Regions from separate parts of the Rattus norvegicus genome. Here region 2 is linked to region 1. Evidence: chromatin contacts called from public Hi-C data. All regions are on one chromosome and are shown on one strand. The core of a region is the stretch at or near the end of the contact, and the rest is flanking DNA. Distances in the headings are between cores, read along the strand shown. Region 1 holds the start of Mertk (MER proto-oncogene, tyrosine kinase). Region 2 holds the start of Zc3h8 (zinc finger CCCH type containing 8).

Region 1 (6,465 bases), core at 2,210-4,709:
TAACCTTTCATGAATGGTCTGGCACAATTGGGGCCTTTGAGAGTCTTCAGCCAGTCACTGATGTATTAAACATGTTTGATACCTAGATCACGCTCACACTTTATGTTGGTTATAGGCAGCTATACTACTGAATCAGTAGAAATTATCCTCTCTGGCCCTGGATAAATAATACTACAGGCCTGGATAATCCCTCCTTTGGTTAGTTAATAAGCAGTAGATCTAGCTGTTCGGTGGTGATGTATGCCTTTAATCGCAGCACTCGGGAGGCAGGGGCAGGTAGATCTCTGAGTTTGAGGCCAGCCTGGTCTACAAAGCCAGTTCCAGAACAGCCAGATCTGCACAGAAAAATGCTTTCCTGAAAAACCAAAAAGAAAAACAAAACAAAACAAACAACAATAACAACGGAAAAACAACAGTAGATCTAAGGCTCTGGGCTATGTAGTGTCATTGAGTCATGGGTTCTAGGACATTGTTGGCCTCTGAAATTGCATAAATGCTGTACACGGGGCATTCTACAAACATGGAAACAGGTATGGAAAATAGAGTCTGATTCTATTTTGTCTCACATTTCTCTCCGAGTAGCTTGGTAACAAGAAAAGCAGTCAAAAAATTACAATTTCATTTGGGCATACAGTAAGCGATACTATAGGTCGGCATGCAGCTTATGTTTTAGGTCTGCATGCTGTGGAGGTTTGCAAACATAACTGCAAGCTCTTTGACACATCTCTCATGAAGAGTTTATGGTGTGTGGCTTCAAGTGTGGCTTGGCATTGCTTTCACTCTGAGAGCCACTTGACTTCTGGCTCCATCACTCAGCAGCACACAGCAGCGTCTACCTTGGTCACTGGATTGCTCACTCTTGGAGCTCTGAGCTCCCATGCCCGACTGACTTCCTCTAAGCTTGTCTAGATCCTTTGGTCCAAAGCCCTTGTCTCCAAATCATGCCAGTGCAGGCAGCAGCTATGTAAATGAACTAACCTTTAGTCCAGGGCTTGGCTGACTATGTAAAGGGCTGGATTATATGGCTTTGTGAACCATTTAATCTCTGTTACTACTACTCAGCCCTGCCACTTCAGCACAAAAACGACAGAGATAATATTGCCTGTGATGGCTGTCTTCCAATAATGCTGATGTGCAAAGCCAGGCCACAGACTCTCGGGTCCTTTCCCACTGGGGTCACTCCAGGTGCTAGCCACTTGAAGGTCACAGACAGAGGCCACAGAGAAAAGATAATCCATTTCCTCTGTCCGAATCTGTGAATCTAATAAAATGGCCAATGCTTCATCCTTACTACATTTAGGGTGACCTATAAAACAGTACTCTACAAGGGAGACCCCATTAACAGACAGATCTGAGGCTGGAAAGTTGGCTCAGTGGTTAAGAGCACTTGTTCCTCTTGCAGTGGACCAATTTTCAATTCATGGTGCCCATCTGGTGGCTTGCAACTCTCTATAACTACATTCCAGGAGATCCAACACCCACTTCAGACTTCCATGGGTAACCGGCACACACATGCATGCAGTCAAAACACCCATACACAATGCAGCTAAAGAAATTATCCAAAGAGGAAAAAAGTCACATCTGTCCTGAACATGGTGGCACACACCTTTAATTCTATCTAACACATGGAAGACAGAGCAGATGGATCTCTGAATTTGAGACCAGTCTGGTTTGCGTAGTGAATTCCATGCCAGCTAGGGCTAAATAGTTAGACCTTGCCTTTAAAAGAAAAAAAGAAAGCTGAGATTTAAGCAAGACATAGTGGACATAGTGACACACACACACACACACACACACACACACACACACAGGCACGCACGCACGCACACACACTCGCACACGCACACGCACACGCACACGCACACGCACATGTAGTTCTAGTTACTAAGAAAGCTGGAGTGTTTGCATAACCAGATATTCAAATTCAAGTCCAGCCTGGGTAACATAGCAAGACCCTTTCTGTCCTAAGTAGATGTCTATTGCTGTGATGACCAAAAGCAATTTAGGGAGAAAATAGTTTGTTTCAGCTTACAATTGGAATGCATCATGAAGGAAAGCCAGAGGAATTCAAGGGAGGAACCTGGAGGCAAGAACTTAAGCAGGAGCCATAGAGGAACTCTGTTTACTGCCTTGCTCCCTTGGCTTGGTCAGTTTGCTTTCTTATACATCCCGGGATTACCTACCCAGGCACCATCCACAGTAAACTGGGCTCTTTCATATCAATCAGCAATCAAGGGTCTGTTTAATCCTGCCCTTCTGGTTTGATGTCCTTCTGCAGGGCTAGAGATGCAAGGAGATGACTGTAGGCATCACAGTGCTTGTGTCTGTCCTTAGTTTCAGTAATAAATACTTTAAATTCATCGGGGCTATTTACTCTAGGCCCTAATGTGATCTTATCTCCAAAGAAAACAAATAATTCTATTTCCTTTAAGAAAGCCTCATACACAATTTAAAGTATTTGTTTGATTGCTAGAAAAAGCACCTTCCGTTTCTTTGAAATTCACAACAGAATTCACAATCTGATGCTGCTGTCTTGGACCTTCCACCCTTTCCCGCTACAAGCACTGTTTCTTCCATCCCTGTTCCAAACTCCCTCCTTATAAGACTCGGCTTAGTGCTCCCTGAACTAACCTCTCCAGTGGTGGCTGCAAGAACCTGACGCCAGGGTCCGCTCTTGCACTCCGATTCAGTAGCCAGGAGGAATTCCCGGCACCGCAGTGTGTGCTGCCACGGTGGCCACAGCCTCTGGAGTGCAGCTGCCAGGACCTCTCAGGCCAGTAGAGCTTGGACTGCAGAATCGCTGCCCCTCCAAGGCAGCTGGACCCACTAACCCTCAAAGGTCTTGGAGCTGCATCAGCGCCCTCTACCAAAGTCTCCCTCTACCCTTTCCAAGCCCTCCCACCTACCCATACAGAGTGAGACTCCGATGTTGCGGAGTTGCCAGAGACCCTCCTCCCGATCATTCTCTTTCTTAGCCCCCTCCCCTTCCTCTCCATCTCTCAATCCTTTTAGCTCAAGATGGTCGCCCTCCCTAGCTCTATTCCATCTTCTTTTCCTTCTCCTCCAGTACCTCCCTTCCACTCTTCCGACACACTCAGGCCGGGGGGTAACCTGCTGGAGTTGGCCCAAGTTCCATTCACCTCTGCCCCGCCCCTCCACCCTCCCTAGGGCCCTGGCCTTGGATCCTCCCCTGCCCGCCCTCTCCTCCAGTTCCCTCCTTCTCAGCTCTCTTTGCCCTTCCCCCTACCCGCCCCTGTCCACTCCAACCTGCTGGCCCCTCCCAGGCCTAAGCCCTGGCCCCGCCTCTTCCAACTTAAGACGCCCCCGATCCCTAACTCGGCGCTGCCACTCCGGCGCCTGCTACCCGGGCGGCCGGGACTGAGGCGCTCCCCTGGCGCGCTCGGTTACCGGCGAGTTTGGGACGGCGACCTACGAGTTTGGGACGTTGGTGTGTCCGTGCATTTGTCCGGAGAGAACTGCCAGATCCGCGGCCCCGCGATGGTTCTGGCCCCACTACTGCTGGGGCTGCTGCTGCTATCCGCACTCTGGAATGGAGGTGAGTGAGGGCTGCGGGGTCTCGCGGAGCTGCTGCTCATTCCAGCAAGCCGTCGAGGGTTCTGGGGGATCCCTAGCCAGGTCCTGGGGTGCTCGTCTTAGTGGAACCGGTGGGCACCCAGAGCTTCCCATTACCACGGGCGCTCTGAGAGCACCCAACTTTGAGCCTGTAAGAAAAGCAGCTCAGGTCTGGCGTGGCATGCACCGAGAACTTTACCCTCAACACTATCTGGCCTGGCCGTACTTTGGCGGGAGTTCTGCGAGTCACAGACCGAGGATTCCTAGGTAATTCCACACCGCGAACCGGTAAGTAGCTGCAAGAGTTGGTTACTGCCGTTCGCGCGTGGCGTTGCACGGAGGCTAGGTGCCAGGGAAAGACTGGTTCTGACTTCTCCCCTGGGCTCTGATGAACATTGTGTTGGCCCTCCTCTGCGGGGACACTCTGCGAGTGTAAGAAGCCTGAAAGAAGCAGGGGGGAGGTGCTATACGGTGCTTCACTATTATTACTGTGGAGCGGAATCTGTTTTGTTTGGGTAGCGTCTACGTTCACCTCGGACCTTAAGTGTTCTCACAAGCGGTTCAATTTGACATGCTGGATTGATTAGCGCAAACAAGTATGGCAGGTTCCTCCAACAGATGACACTGAGGTACTTCGTGAAGAAGCTGGGAAAATACAAACTAGGCTTTTCGGAAAAGAAATAGAAGTGGGAAGGGTTGGAAGAGTACTACTGTAAGCAAGCACATTTCAGGTATTGCCCCTGCCCTAAAAGATCTGTTTCTATTCGGAATGTGGTTTTGTCTCTTTGATCTTGAATCGGGTTGACTGAAGTTTGCCTTTTAAGACTACCCGGAAAGTTCGGTTTGTTTTTCCACATTTTTTGAAACAATTCTTTCCTTGCACATTAAACCAAATAAGCAATTTGTAGTTTGAGGCAACATGACAATATTGCAACAAACATCAAGAACCAAAAATGAGCAAAGAACCGAGACTGCTCTCTTCTCCATTACGAAACCTTCAAAAATTCCTCAGCCTTTCTGCCAGGTCTACTCTTAATAATCCGCTGCAAGTCGCGGGTACTTTTGCTACTAGTGCTGGCAGGCCATACATCGTTTTGGAGGCTGTGAGTGTGGTAGGCAAGGGAAGAGTGACAGGAACCAACGCTTTTATTTGATAATTTAATATCTGTGCTTTATTTTCTAAGTTTAGAAAACATTTGATGGAGTTCTGTAGCTAACAGACTTAGACAGCCATAGAGAAAGGCTTAAAATGCTTTCTGAGAAAGAGTTTCTCAGTTTTCTTCTACCTGAATTGGAGATGCTGGGAAACATGTTCCAAGCCTTCCTCTCTGCTCAGGCCCTGATTCACAGGGCGGAGGGGTGGGGGTGGGCACAGAGCAGTATAAGGGGCATTCATGTGTGCCTAGGGAGGGCCAGGGAGGGGAAAAGGATGAAGGAGAAGTTTGAAAGTGTGTAGAAGTGAAGCCTGTCTGGTGACTTAGTCTGTGACTAATATGTGTGAACCCTGAGAACAAACTGGGCTTTTTAAATGGTCAATTTCTTAAACTGACAGCAAAAACAGATATTCCAACTTATTATAAACATTTTCCCAAGAACTCTAAGTGGTTGTATTGCTTACGGCCATTTTTTTTTCCTTTTCTTTTTTTCGGGGCTGGGGATTGAACCCAGGACCTTGTGCTTCCTAGGCAAGCGCTCTACCACTGAGCCAAATCCCCAACCCCACGGCCATTTTTTTTTATAGTGACTCCTCTTGCCTTTTGGAAGTAAGTGGGTTTATTTGAATGAATAACTTTTGTGAAGTTCTTTAAGGTTTTGAGCAAGATACAGCTATTTTTAAATTAACAAAATTATGCTTTAATTTTTTTTAAAAAAATGTTTATTTGTATGGGTGTTTCGGTTATGTGTGTCTGTGCGTCCTGTGTATGCATAGTTCCCAACGAGACCACCAGAGGGCATTGAGTCCCTGAAGTTGGAGTTACAGGTAGTTCTGATCAGGCTGAGAATTGAACATGGGTCCTCTGGTAAACAGTCAGTTCTCTTAACCACTAAGACATCTCTCCAGCTCAAAATTAGGATTGTAATCCTTACTTTTGGAAAGAATCGCTAGATAGTTCTGGAAGGAGGGCTAGTGAGTCACAGCAGATTGACAGGTAGGAAAGATGAGTTACGACATTAGACAATCATGTACCCCAGCCACTCCCCACACGACAGCCAGATTCGGGCTTTCATAACAAATCCAATTGTGTTGTCCCCAAGTGAAACATCCTCCAATGGCTTCCTGTCCCTTGCCAGATTTCCAGGTCCTGTAAAGCCTTACAGGGCCTCTGCCCTTGTTTGACTCATTTCTAGTCATTTCCCCCTTGTTGCTGTTGCCCTGGCCACCTCTGTGTCACCTTCCTAGCACTAAACGGCTTTTTAAAACGTATTTATTGATTTTTGCTTCGTGTCTATGAGTGTTTTGTCTGCATGTTGTATGTGCACCTATGCATGCCCGACGGAGACCAGAAGAGAGTGTCTGAGGCTCTGAAATTGGAGTTTCAGGAAGTTAGAAACCACCAGAGAGGGCTGTCCTCTGCAAGAGCGGTGCATACCCTTAACCAAGCCATCTTCCCTATTGCTGTAAAATTAAAACAACACTGTCTTTATCCAGCACTAGGTCTGGTACCATAGTGCCCTAAGACATCTGTTAGATATCTTCATCTCAGTCAGCAAAGCGTCTCACCCGCTTTGCTCCATCCCATATCACACTGCTGATGGCTACTCTCTGAGCCTGGCAACAATCTCTCTACCCATCTAGTTCCCAAGGCAGGTTGCCACCATGCCAGACATACACATCCCAATTCCGTGGCGGCCCAGTGTCTCCAGCCACACCACACACTCTCTTGAATTCAA
Region 2 (6,465 bases), core at 1,867-4,366, 250 kb after region 1:
GAGACAACCAGATCCCTCATGCTCGCACAGCCACCCAGAGCCATCAACACGTCAGCCAAGTCTTACCTTCTTGGGAATTGGTTCACAGTCCCGTTTTACTTTCCGTTTGACGTTCTCTGTCTGTGCCTCTTCAACTTCAGTACCATCTGTCTCATCAATTCTGCAGCAAATGAGCAAATGACACAAAAGGGTTTATTGCACAGCATTAAAATTCATCGCTTTAAAAAAAAGGGGGGGGGTGGGCTGGGGACTTAGCTCAGTGATAGAGCGCTTGCCTTGCAAGCACAAGGCCCTGGGTTCGGTCCCCAGCTCCGAAAAAAAAAAAAAAAAAGAAAAAAAATTCATTGCTTAGGTCTGTCTTAAATCTGAAATTTGAAGTCTACTCTTAAATACTCTATAACAACATTAATAAAAACAGCAACGTAGGCCAGGTATCATGCTGCGGTCCTGTAATCCCAACACTCAGGAGGCAGAGGCCAGTGGGTCTCTGTGGCTTCCAGGCCAGTATAGCATAGTATAACATAGCAAGCCAGCCAGGGCTACACAGTGAGACTCTGTCTCAAAATAACAATGATGATGATGTTAACCAAAAAAATGTTGATATGTATGTGAATATACTGTAAAACTGAAACTTTGTATTATAAAATCTTAATGCTTAAGTAGTTTGTACGTTAAATCACCAGTCATTCTTCAGTCTAGTCACTCAATACATACCAAACATTCACGTCAGGCTGTGGCCTCATGTCATGAGGTACAACAAGGGAAAGGACAAGCTGTCTCCCTGCCTTCTGAGAGCCTCTATCTTCTTGGGAGAAAAGTAATACAGGTACACATATAAGGAACACTTAAGTTAGATTTGGGGCTTTCTAAACAGAAAAGATATGGAGGAGGAGTGTAAAAGAGAAGGGTATGCCAGGTGCAATGCAGGATGCCTTCAGAGGTTAGGAGACAAACCCAAACATGAAGATGAAGAGCTCAGGCATGAGAGGTTGACTGTGGGTAGATACTGTGTGAGGGAATTCCTGAGCATATTCTAGCACACTGGCTCTCGACCTGTGGGTCTACACCTTTGGAGGAGGGAGCAGGGGTTGAACAACCCTTTCATAGGGGTTGCATATAAAAAATTTACCTTAGAATTCATAACAGCAGCAAAATTACAGCCATGACATAGCAACAAAAATGTTATGATTGGAGGGTCACCACAACATGAGGAACTGTATTAAAGGTTCCCAGCATTAGGAAGGTTGAAAACCACTGTTATAGCAGAGTTCAAAATGAAGGGATAGATGAAAGGATACAAAGTATCCGTAAGGAGAACTGTGCCTGAAACCACAGGCTGTCGTTCTACTGTCCCCTCTGCTTCCATTAGGAACCATGACCCTCAGTCCTATTCCATGGCCTACCCAGAAGCCAGTAAGCCAGCTGCAGCAACACTGAACTCTCTCCTGTTTCTTTTTTTCCTGTTGCTGATACTTTTTTTTAAAAGACAGGGTCTTTACACAATGTAGACCAGGCTGGCCTTGAACTCAGAGATCCACCAGCTTCTGCCACCCCAGTTCTGGGATTAGAGTGTGCCACCATGCCCTGTTGCTATTTCTTAATCACCTTGGTTGGCTCTTCATCTCTGTAGCTCTCAACAAAGCCAGCCCTCGTCTTCCTCTTTTCTATATGTTCATTCTCAGTGATGCCTTTCAATCTTCTGGCTTCTAATATCATCTGTATACAGCTAATTCCAATATCCTAACCTCCCTGCCCTGAACAACCAGCTAACTTCCCATTCTACTGATTTACCTGGATACCCACCATCAAAACCACCTTTCAGATAAGACTTTTCTTTAACTATCTTCTTTACAACACTATTCTTATTATTCCACAATACTTCCTAACTCCTCACTCAAGTTTTCAAAATTTCAATTCATTTCTCTTGCTGATCTTACGTGTTATCATCTGCAAGTACTTAGTGTCCATTTCTTCACAGTGTCAATACGACTTAATTTCCATGAGTAATTCTGCTTTGGAAGATGGGTGATGAATTCATAGGTAATGAGGTAACCTGAGCACCTGAATCCTAGGTCTGCCACTCACTGCACAGTCTGGAAAGGTGACTAGGCCTCAATTTTCCCATCTGTAAAACGAGAACATCACTTTCTTAAGGTTGATGTGAAGACTAAAAGTTTCACACTAAATACACAGTAACGCTCTTGATGGTAGCCCAGCTAGGGTAATAGTTCCCACTGAAGTGTTTGAGGCTGAGCTTGGAGCTTGCTATGTAGACCAAGCTGGTCCCAGACTCCCGAGATCTGCCTGCCTCAGCCTTTCAAATGCAGAGATTAACAGGCCCAGCCCAACACTGGAAATGTATCTCTTAATGAGGGTGGGGAAAAAAAAAAAAAAAACCCTTCGTGAAGTATTTGTCAAGTGTTCCACTGAGGGATGAGAGAACATACAAGACAACGATTTAGGAGAGATGGGATTTGAAGGCACTATCAACTCAAAAAACTTAAAAAGTGAATGGGTATCTGCACAGAAATCCTGCACTCTGTACTAAACATGATAACAACATGCCTTTCCAATTTAACTGAAATACTAAGCCGAAATGGTGCTTGCTGCTTTATTCTGGGATTTCTGGTTCAGGATCACTGGCAGGGCACTCTATCTATCAACTCTCAAGAACCAGGGGTGCCCGCAAAGTGGCCTCAGAGGTGAGTGACAGCAAACACGTTAAGCACGTGCAACGGGAGCAGCCGGCCCCTGGGGGGCAGATTCACAGAGGCCGGGGCCTCCTCCCGCCGCCCCGCCACTGCCCTCACCCGCAGTCCCTACTCCGACTTCCACCCCACTTCCCCTCCCGACCTCTCCGCTCCGGTCTAGGACCACGCGCCAGCCTTGGCTCGCGGAGTCCTAGGAGCAAGGGGGCGGAGGCCAGGCGGTGGCCCTGCAAAGGACCGGACGTGTGGATCACCTTTCCTCAGGGTCGGCGGCCGGTTTTTTGCCGAGGGCCGGATTGGGGGGCTTTGAAAAAAGATTTTCAAAATCCATAACTCAGACAGGGACCGTCCCTCTCCGCGCCGAGCAGGTACTGAACAACCACCGGAGCCGGGGCTAAGGAACCTAGAGTGAGCCAAGGGCCGCACGCTCCGCCCCGCGTATGCGCACGCGCTTCAACTGCTTGGGCGCAACTCTGCGCAAGACCTGGCCTGCCCTACCACGCGTGCTCAGTTCTCACTGGGGCTCTTTCAGTGCCTGCGCTGCGCACGCGCAACTCTCTGTACTTGCCATGCCGGTTTGCGTACCTTTGCGCAGCGATCGAATACCCTTAAAAAATAAAAAATAATTCTTTTTTTAAAGCTGTGTTTTGTGTGTGTGTGTGTGTGTGTGTGTGTGTGTGTGTGTGTGTGTGTGTGTGTGTGTGTGTGAGAGAGAGAGAGAGAGGGAGAGAGAGGAGGGAGGAGAGAGAGAGAGAGAGAGAGAGAGAGAGAGAGAGAGAGAGAGAGAGAGAGAGAGAGAGAGAGAGAGAGAGAGAGTATATGCCCGCGAAGACCAGTTATTGTGGTGACTCACCTAATCTGAGTGTTAGGAACCGAACTCAAGACCTGTAAGTTTTCTTTTAACTTTTGAGCCATATTTCTCTTCCATCCCCTTTAAGATTTTGACAGATAAGCAAAGTTAATTGCACAAAAACAAACCAAAATGGTCTCTACAAAAGTAAACACATAAATATATTTAAAGCAGGCAATTTCACTAGAAAGTGCTATGTATTGAGACTATGTATTAAGACTAATAGGACACAAGCTGTTTGGGAAGGCTTGAAAGGGGTGAGCTCTCAGTCTTGAGGATGATTTCCAGAGGTGTCCTAAGGAGAATTGTAAAGACCGGAAAATAGATGACGTTTGGAAAGCAGGAGATTATTTCATGGAAATAAACAGAAGAAAAACTTAAAACTATGTTCTGGGCCAGGACAGAAAGCCTGACTCCACTGTAACTGAAGGGATTGTTTGTGTCCTAATGTGAGTCATGGTTCACCCCAAAGACAAATGAAGAAAATTATTTGAGGTCAGACCTCTTCCAGAAGGCAATTCTACACCACCACCCCGTTATATGGATGGACAGTCTCTTTTTTTTTTTTTTTTTTTTTTTGCACTTGAATAATAACATGAGAGAAAATTAAGAGGTAAAAACTAATACTATTCCTTCTTTGGAGGAAAATACTAGATCATACAATTATTCCATACAGACCTTTTCAGACAAAAGAGGGGGGGGAGGCTAGAATTTGGGCTGGAGAGATGGCTTGGTGGTGAAGATGCTCGCTGCCAAGCCTACCTGATGGCCTGAATGTGATCACTCAAACCCACAGGATAGAGAGCACCAACTCTCAAAGAATTGTCATCTGACTACCGCATACTTGCCATAAATAAAATAAATGTGATTTTAAAAACAAAATACCTTGGTCTTAGTGTGTTACATCTCTGGGGGAAAGATATCCTGTCAGTCCAGAGCCAAGGAACACTATAACGTCACACTGCACAACAAACCTTAGACAAGATTTATTGAGAGAGAAAAACCCCAGGAAAATGGGCTGCCTCTGCTTGGGTGAGAAGTAGCAGAGACCTGAGCAGAAGACTGGGTTTATATAATTTCTAGTGGGGTGGGGGTGGGGGGAGCAAGAGCTTTCCTTCCAGAGTGGAGATTACCAGGGTAAAGAGTGGTGGGACTTCTAGTCCAGAGCTTGGGCATTTTAGTCTGTAGGGGGGTTGTGGGGGGCACTGGGTCCCTTTGTTAGAGCAGTTAAGGTGTTCTGTGGGTGGAACCTGGTGGTTGGAGGTCCTCAGGGGAGGGGCCTGGCTACATGTGTCTGAAGGAGCTTACACTTAGTGAGTTTCAGGACAGCCAGAGCTATCTAGAGACCCTGTCTCAAAAAAATAAAAATAGAGTCACAGCCGCCAACCAGTCTTTGGTGACAGTCTTCTTGCTGCCTGGGCCCACCGGCTCCCTCAGCCTCTCCTGCCTCCGCTGTCAGCGGGTCACGATGTCATTCAGGTCACCTGCGCACCTTCGCTGCTGGGAGCGCGACGCAGGCGCACTGAGTTTCCCCGGGAGATCCCTGAGCACGTGGGTTGTGCTGTCCGGTACGCGCACGGAGGGACTGGAACCTGAATTTTGCTGGTGTTCTTCGTGGGTCGCAGACTAGCTAAGGCCATGGCACCAGCGGGAATCCTGAACGGAAAAGTGGTCTCCGCGCAAATCAGGAATCTACTGAAGACCCAGTTTACTCAGATGCAGGAGCAGGTACCTGGCTTCACCCCTGGCCTGGCAATCCTGCAGGTTGGCGACAGAGATGATTCCAATCTTTATATAAATGTGAAGCTGAAGGCTGCTGAAGAGATTGGGATCAAAGCCACTCACATTAAATTACCAAGAACTTCCACAGAGTCGGAGGTGTTAAAATACATCATCTCCCTGAATGAGGATGCCACTGTGCACGGATTCATGGTGCAGCTGCCTTTAGACTCAGAGAATTCCATTAACACAGAGGTAGTCATCAATGCCATTGCCCCTGAGAAGGATGTGGACGGGTTGACGAGCATCAATGCCGGGAAGCTTGCCAGAGGTGATCTAAACGACTGCTTCATTCTGTGCACACCCAAAGGATGCTTGGAACTCATCAAAGAGACAGGAGTGCAGATTGCAGGAAGGCACACCGTGGTGGTGGTGGTCGGGCGAAGTAAAAGAGTTGGTGCACCCATGCACGACCTGCTTCTGTGGAACAATGCCACGGTGACCACCTGCCACTCCAAGACTGCCAATCTGGACAAGGAGGTAAATAAAGGAGACATTCTGGTGGTTGCAACAGGACAGCCTGAGATGGTGAAAGGGGAGTTGATCAAGCCTGGAGCTGTGGTCATAGACTGTGGGATCAATTGTGTTCCAGATGATACAAAACCAAGTGGAAGGAAAATTGTGGGTGATGTAGCATATGACGAGGCCAAGGAGAAGGCGAGCTTTATCACGCCTGTGCCCGATGGCGTGGGGCCCATGACCGTGGCAATACTGATGCAGAGCACAGTAGAGAGCGCACAATGCTTCCTGAAGAAATTTAAGCCAGGGAAGTGGACAGTTCAGTATAACAAACTGAACCTCAAGACGCCTGTCCCAAGTGACATTGCTATATCACGATCTTGCAAACCCAAGCTCATCTGTAACCTGGCCCGAGAAATTGGGCTACTCACTGAGGAGGTGGAATTGTATGGAGAAACAAAGGCCAAGGTCTTACTGTCAGCACTAGATCACCTGAAGCATCGGCCAGACGGGAAATATGTTGTGGTGACTGGAATTACTCCAACACCCCTGGGAGAAGGGAAGAGCACAACCACCATCGGGCTGGTGCAAGCCCTCGGCGCCCACCTGCATCAGAATGTTTTTGCGTGTGTGCAACAGCCTTCTCAGGGCCCCACCTTTGGGATAAAA

Evidence for each region. Hi-C and Micro-C count contacts between places; a contact is called where the count stands out from the background.
Region 2: a Hi-C map of Schwann cells shows a contact between it and region 1, with 5 times the contacts expected there. The contact joins the promoter of Zc3h8 here to the promoter of Mertk in region 1. A contact is called at or near these places in 6 of 12 Hi-C or Micro-C datasets (Schwann cells, frontal cortex, hepatocytes and 3 more).

The regions. Positions count from the first base shown.
Region 1 is chr3:136,389,115-136,395,579 of GRCr8, forward strand. It overlaps Mertk (MER proto-oncogene, tyrosine kinase), which reads left to right and starts at 3,460. Exons shown (of 19, transcript NM_022943.1): 1 at 3,460-3,556. The coding sequence starts at 3,499.
Region 2 is chr3:136,643,836-136,650,300 of GRCr8, forward strand. Zc3h8 (zinc finger CCCH type containing 8) reads right to left here and starts at 3,117. Exons shown (of 9, transcript NM_001012090.1): 1 at 2,963-3,117; 2 at 67-160. The coding sequence starts at 3,039. It overlaps Mthfd1-ps1 (methylenetetrahydrofolate dehydrogenase, cyclohydrolase and formyltetrahydrofolate synthetase 1, pseudogene 1), which reads left to right and starts at 5,096. Exons shown (of 4, transcript XM_063284988.1): 1 at 5,096-6,465. The coding sequence starts at 5,197.